Regions from separate parts of the Mus musculus genome. Here region 2 is linked to region 1. A link is a contact called in public promoter capture Hi-C data. All regions are on one chromosome and are shown on one strand. The core of a region is the stretch at or near the end of the contact, and the rest is flanking DNA. Distances in the headings are between cores, read along the strand shown.

Region 1 (3,248 bases), core at 7-2,506:
TGTATTTCACTGGATAAAGAACAAAACCTCGGCCTGGCTGGATCACACCAGCACCAATATTGTCGATGGTGGTGACAGCAATTACAAAGCCATATCTGCATGAAAAATGAAAGAAGACAGCTATGTGAAGAGCCTCTGAAAAGCCACCAGCAATAAGAGTCTCTGTGTGAAAGAACCTCTGTTCAGATGGTTCATTGATCAAGAAGAGACAGGACACAGATTAGCACCTAAATATATATATATATATATACACACACACACACACACACACACACATATATATGTTTTTTCGAGACAGAGTTTCTCTGTGTAGCGCTGGCTGTCCTGGAACTCACTCTTTAGACCAGGCTGGCCTTGAACTCAGAAATCCACCTGCCTCTGCCTCCCAAGTGCTGGAATTAAAGGCATGCGCCACCCCCGACCAGCTTAGCACATGAAATATTAAATGATGCTCTCATGATGGTACAGTAAATGCCCAAGAAGGCCTAGATATGCTGACATACACCTATTCTCTCAGTACCATGTAGGCTAAGGCAGGAGGACTTGCCAGGGTCAAAGCTGAGACAGGTCTTTCAAAAACCACAAACGAGTCAGAGAATTGTGATGAAAGCCTTTAATGTCAGCACTCAGTGGCAGGCAGATCTCTGAATTAGAGCCCAGCTTGGTCCACATAGTGAGGCCATCTCAAAACTCAAAAACATTTGCATAATAACGGTCTTATCTCACATAAGGGAAGAAAATTTTCTTTAGTAGCTTTTCAGAGTGTCTAAAACAGGCAAAAACTGGCTGCTTCAGGTGCCTGGAGGGGTGAAAGGGTTCCTCAGAGTAAGCGACAAGCCCTGACAGAAGGAGTTAAGAAGAGGTTAGAGACTAGCGCCATTGTGCGTGCATTCAGCAGACCTCTCTGTGAAGCAGAAACTCACTTCCCAGTGCAGGTCCCCTCCACCTCGGTAAACAGCTTCTGCTTCACCGTGTTGAGCAAGTTTGGACCGAAGTATCGTGGGTGCAGGAGGATCTCGTGCTCCAGGGAAATCTGCAGAGAAAGGAAGATGGAGACTCAGCCAGCCACATTGAGGACAGGAGGCGACCTGTCGGCCCTTCCGGGCCTCCAGGATCCTCCTGTGACTGCCCCTCACAGTTACCCCGCATCCAGCTCACGTGATAAAACATCTTCTGCAGAAGCTTGGCCCGCAGCGCCCAGAACTTCCCACGCAGAGACCTCTCCGGAAGCACTTGCAGAAGTCCCACCACTTCTCTGCGGTCGCTTCCGCAGCGCTGATTGAGTCTTAACGTCATGGGCGGGGATACATGAAGCCCCGCCCCTCAGGCCTGCCCACCACCGTTCATACTCCCCTCCTACTTAAAGCAAATTCTAGGACAGCCGGGATTACAGAGAAAAACCCGGCCTCGAAGAACCAAAGCCAAAACTAAAACCAAAACCAAAACCAAAACCAAAACCAAAACCAAAACCAACCAAAAAATGTGAGTTATTTTAGGTCTGACTTTTACCACATGCCCTTAAACCCAGCCGTGGCAAACAGATCTCTAAACTTAAGGCTAAGCCACAGCTACAAAGTGAGTTCCAGGGTAACCTGGGCTGTGTATACAACCCTGTAAAACATTTACACATATTTAAAAAAAACCAAAAAATTATTATTATTTAATTTGGGGGCTGAAGAAATAGCTCAGTCCTTAAGAGCACTTGCTCCTCTTGCAGAGGTCCAGGATTTAATTCCCAGCACCCACAGGGTAGCTCACACTCTTCTTTGTAACTCCAGCTCAGGGAGAGCTGACATCCTCTTCTGGCTTCCTTCAGCACTGCATGTGAGTGGTACCCAAACACACATACAGGCAGAACACCCATGCTTGTAAAATAAAAAGAAAGGCTAGGCAGCTGGGGATATGATTGTTCTTCCAAAGGATCCAGGTTTGATTCCCAGCACAAGCATGCTGACTCAACTCTCTATCTATACTTCAATCCCAGGGGATCCAGTGCCCTCTGGCCTCCATGAACACAGCACCCTTGTGGTGAACAGACATAGCTGTAGCCAGAACACTCACACATATAAAATAAGAATAACGGTTTTTTTTTTTTTTACATGTAAATAAAAATAAAGCTCTCAAAGAGGACCTGAGTTCAGTTACTAACACTAGCATTTCACAACTCCAGCTCTAAGGGGACCTGAAATCTTCTCGTAGCCTCAGAAGGTACCAGTACTCATAGGCTCATACTCACACATAGGTAGCATACATTATTAAGTACACATAATTAAAAAGAAATCACTTAGCTGGGCATGATGGCGCACGCCTTTAATCCCAGCACTTGGAAGGCAGAGACAAGTGAATTTCTGAGTTTGAGGCCAGCCTGGTCTACAGAGTGAGTTCCAGGACAGCCAGGGGCACATAAACAAGGCTGTCTTAAAAAACAAAACAAAACAAAAAAACCCCAAAAAGACAGCAAACAAACAAAAAGATTATGTCTGCAGGCATGCACTAGGCTTACTTTCTTTTCTATTTGAGGGACAGGGTTTTATTATGTAGCCATGGACGGCCTGGAATTTGTTTTGTAGAGGAAGCTTGCCTTGAACTTTTAACAATTCTCTTGCCTTTTCTTTTGAAGTCCTGGGTAAAGTGGAAGCTTAAGGTTTGTCAGTTGTGTTGGAAGGTATTTTGCTGGAGCTAACACGTGAAGGAGTGTTTTCCTGAAGTGGACACAGGTGAAAGAGTAAGGCAGACTCATGAAGGAACATTTAGTTGAAGCAGACACAGGAGAGAGATGTACTGCTAAAGCAAGCACATGAAAGGACACGTGATAAAGGATTCTTTGCTAAAAACTGGCATGTATTGGCCTGCCTTCCATTGCACAGTTGAGTTGAATTTGTCAGGACTCCATAGGGAGAAATGCACCAAAAAACTTTTGGTGGTGTGCTGCAGTTTCTTGCTGCTTCTTCGGACTTGGGCTGATTGGCAGAGTGATGTCAGGTAAGACAGACGCATGTGCTGCGTCAAGACTCATGGAGAACATGTGATGTTTGGAGAGAGTATAAGTAGGACTCAGTGGATGGTGATAGAGGCTGAGCTAGGCTTGCTTCTAGAGCTAGCTATGCAATGCTTGTAGGTCTCAAGTCTGCTTATCTCATCCCTGAGAGAGGCACAGCCTAGAACTTTTCGTAGTGTTCCTCCTGGTCCCACCTGCTGACTTGTGCCAAGGCTGAGGCCTGGCTGTCTCTGCTAGGTCGTTCCACTGC
Region 2 (3,475 bases), core at 444-2,943, 52 kb after region 1:
CCCTGGAGCTGGAGTTACAGGTGTCTGTGAGCCTCCCCACATGAGTGCTGGGATCTGAACTGTACTCTCTGAGAACAGCCAGCAAGCACTCTTAACTACTCAGACATCTCTTTAGCCCCCCAGTGTGTTCCCATTTTAAGTGTTTTATTTTTTATTCTGTGCATGTGAGTTTGGGTACCACTGGAGGCTGGAAGGGGGCATTTAATCTCCCAGAACTGCAGATACATGGCTGTGAATAAGCCACTGTCTTAGGGTTCTATTGCTGTGATAAAACACCACAACCAAAAAGCAAGTTGGGGAGAAAAGGGTTTATTTGGCTTACACTTCCATATTGCTGTTCATCAAAGGAAATTAGGTCAGCAACCTGGGGGCAGGAGCTGATGCAGAGCCCATGGAGGGGTGCTGTTCCACTTAGCTTGCTCAGCCTGCTTTCTTATAGAACCAAAGATGACCAGCCCAGGGATGCCCCCATCCATGATGGGCTGGGCCCTCCACCACCAATCTCTAGTTAAGAAAATACCTTACAGCCAGATGTTGTGGAGCTTGTCTCAAGATTTCTCCCTTTTAGATGACTAGTTTGTGTGTCAACTTGACATAAGACCAGCCCACACAGCCACCATCTAGTGCTAAGATTTGAAATTGGAAGACTGGCCAATACTCTTTTTTTTTTTTTTTTTAAATATATAAGCCCACGGGGCCATTTTTTTTAAATTTTATTATTATATGTAAGTACACTGTAGCTGTCTTCAGACACACCAGAAGAGGGAGTCAGATCTTGTTACGGATGGCTGTGAGCCACCATGTGGTTGCTGGGATTCGAACTCTGGACCTTCGGAAGAGCAGTCGGGTGCTCTTACCCACTGAGCCATCTCACCAGCCCCCTGGCCAATACTCTTAACTACTAAGCCATCTCTCTAGCCCTGTACTGCTTTTGTTTTGTTTTGTTTTGTTTTGAAGATAGGGTTTCTCTGTGTAGCCTTGGCTGTCCTGAAACTCACTTTGTAGACCAGGCTGGCCTCGAACTCAGAAATCCGCCTGCCTCTGCCTCCCGAGTACTGGGATTAAAGGCATGAGCCATCACGCCAGGCTGTTTTCTTCCTTTTTTATTATTAAGTTTTAAACATTCTTAGAGGCTGGCCTCAAACCTTTAGCAACTCTTCTGCCACAGATCCCAAGTACTGAATTACAAGCGTTATGGCTTTGGCTTATTTTCTGAGGTAGGGTCTCACTATGTTACGCAGGCTGTTTCCTAGTGATCGTCCTCAGCCTCCCTAGTGCTAAGAAATTCAGGCATGCACCACCACACTCAATGTAGCTCTTTCCGTCCATAACCTGGGGAAGAAACCCTGTCCTGGCCAGTAAGAGGCATCCTGCTCTAGCATGTGATTCTCATCTCCCTCAGGGGAGGGGGTCAGAGGAGGGCGTGCCCGGAGAGCATCACTCTGGACTTTACACCCCTCCCTTTTCTGTCCATTGGGAGGCAGAAGACAGGAAATGACTGCCATGAACGCGGAAGGATTTTTACCAAAACAGCTTTTTGTAATTTAGGCCCCAAGCCATCCACAGATGTTTTCCTGTCTGATACCAGCCAGGTGCCCTCCCTCCCTCCCTCCTCCGATAATACTCCTCTCCCCATCCTTTCACATGACTGCAGCCTTTGGATTCTCAGTTCCTGGCTGCTTTCCACATTTCATTCCTCTGTCAGAACCCAGGCATCCTGGCCTCCAGCTGAAACCGCTGCATGTGGCTTCCCCTCTCCCTGGCCCCGTGACTCAGTCCCTCTGAGGGAACCAGCCCTCTTCTTGGCACACAGGGGCTAGGTGATGACATCAGAGTTGAGGAGTATAAAAGTTCTCAACCAAAATAGAATTGAAGATACAACCTGACAGTGGCCTCTCCGCCTGATAGCCACGGATATCTGGGGGCAAACCCTCACTGTGACGAGGCCTACCCACTGGTGAGGGGCTACTGTGGGTCCCGGGAAGAGGGTGCACAGAGAGAAGTCTGAATTGCCTGAGCGGGATTTGTACAAATGCAGGTAGGGAGGGAGGACTCCAGTGCCCACCGCCGCCCTTTCTTCCTTCATCTCCTGCCTTCTCTCTGGATTTTTGTAAATCTTACTAAGCATTGCTCTAGATTGGTTATTTCTCAGGATGGCTGTGGACTCAGTCCACCTTTCTTCCCCAAACTGAATAAATCCTTTCCTCTACCTCTTTCCCCAGCACTTTTGTTTATCCATTAGATGCCTGCTTCTAGCACTTTGCACGGTGCTTCCCAAACATCTCTCTCTCCTGTGGGGCCGTATTTCATTATTTTTATCCCAAACAAAGCAGTCATTTGTGATGTTAATAATTCTAATGATTTGGAGGTGTAGACAGAGTTGAAGGGCAGCCTTAGACCAGCCAAAAATCCAGAACACTGGCTTCTGAAAAGCCAGTTGACAATGACTGTATGTCTCAGCCCACCTCTTTCGGTCTTGATTCTATGTTGTACTTTTCACATAGTGTACTTTTCACATACTTCACATAGCCCTGGAAGACAGGGCTGACAGCATTTACCCATTCACTCTTTCTCTTCCAGACTCCATGTTGGGCTCTCTTTCCCTTCTGTGGCTGGCAGCCATGACCACCTCCTTGGTTTCCCAACCTCAGATCTTGACCCTGGAAGACTACCAGGAAGGGGAAGAGGATGATGTGACAGTAGCTACACCTTCCTTAGCTGTCCGTTGCGACTATGACCGTTGCCGCCACCTGCAGGTGTCCTGCCAGGAGCTGCAGAAGGTTGGGCCAGTAGCCTGCCTGTGCCCAGGGCTCTCCAGGGAAGATCAACAGCCAGAGCCTCCTCGCCTGGGAGAAGTGCAAATAATGGCTGAAGAAGGCTACGCAGTGGTTCACTGGTGTGCTCCCTTCTCTCCAGTCAGCCACTACTGGCTTCTGCTTTGGGAAAGCAACGGGGCTCCACAGAAGAGTGCCCCTCTCAATGCTACAGTTCGAAGAGCAGAGCTGAAGGGACTAAAGCCTGGGGTTGCTTATGTCCTTTGCGTGGTGGCTGCTAATGACGCAGGTGAGAGCAATGTTCCTGGGGCAGAAGTCGAGGGTCCTGAGAACTGGACTGGCCCTTCCTTTGGGCCCTGTCGCAAGTTTATCATGCCGCCTAAGCCTGTTACCCTGGTCTATGCAGCCGTGGGAGTGGGCACAGCCTTAGCTCTGCTGAGCTGTGCAGCCCTGGTTTGGCATTTCTGCCTTCGTGAGCGATGGGGTTGCCCCCGACGTCAAGGTATGGCCCAAGCGTCAGAAGCTCTCTGACAGGAGTCCCCTCGACTACAAACAACTCATCTGGAGAGCCCAACCCACTCCCAGGAGGAGTGTGGGGCTTGTTGCCACCTGGCAACCAGAGGCACAGCCAAGCCAGAGCGGAAGCCCAGGCAATTAGCCTCAGCACTGAGGGCTTGGTTAGTCCCTAACTGGTCACTATG

The links. Capture Hi-C pulls out chosen DNA fragments and counts their contacts.
Region 2: a promoter capture Hi-C map of adipose tissue shows a contact between it and region 1. A contact is called at or near these places in 4 of 39 promoter capture datasets (embryonic stem cells, hematopoietic stem and progenitor cells, liver and 1 more), 4 of 130 datasets of targeted methods (the SCID.adh cell line and embryonic stem cells) and 3 of 9 other capture datasets (adipose tissue, liver and pancreatic islet).

The regions. Positions count from the first base shown.
Region 1 is chr19:8,797,301-8,800,548 of GRCm38.p6, forward strand. Polr2g (polymerase (RNA) II (DNA directed) polypeptide G) reads right to left here and starts at 1,257. Exons shown (of 8, transcript NM_026329.2): 1 at 1,159-1,257; 2 at 924-1,033; 3 at 1-95. The coding sequence starts at 1,170.
Region 2 is chr19:8,849,075-8,852,549 of GRCm38.p6, forward strand. It overlaps Lrrn4cl (LRRN4 C-terminal like), which reads left to right and starts at 1,694. Exons shown (of 2, transcript NM_001013019.3): 1 at 1,694-2,038; 2 at 2,581-3,475. The coding sequence starts at 2,586. The coding sequence ends at 3,305.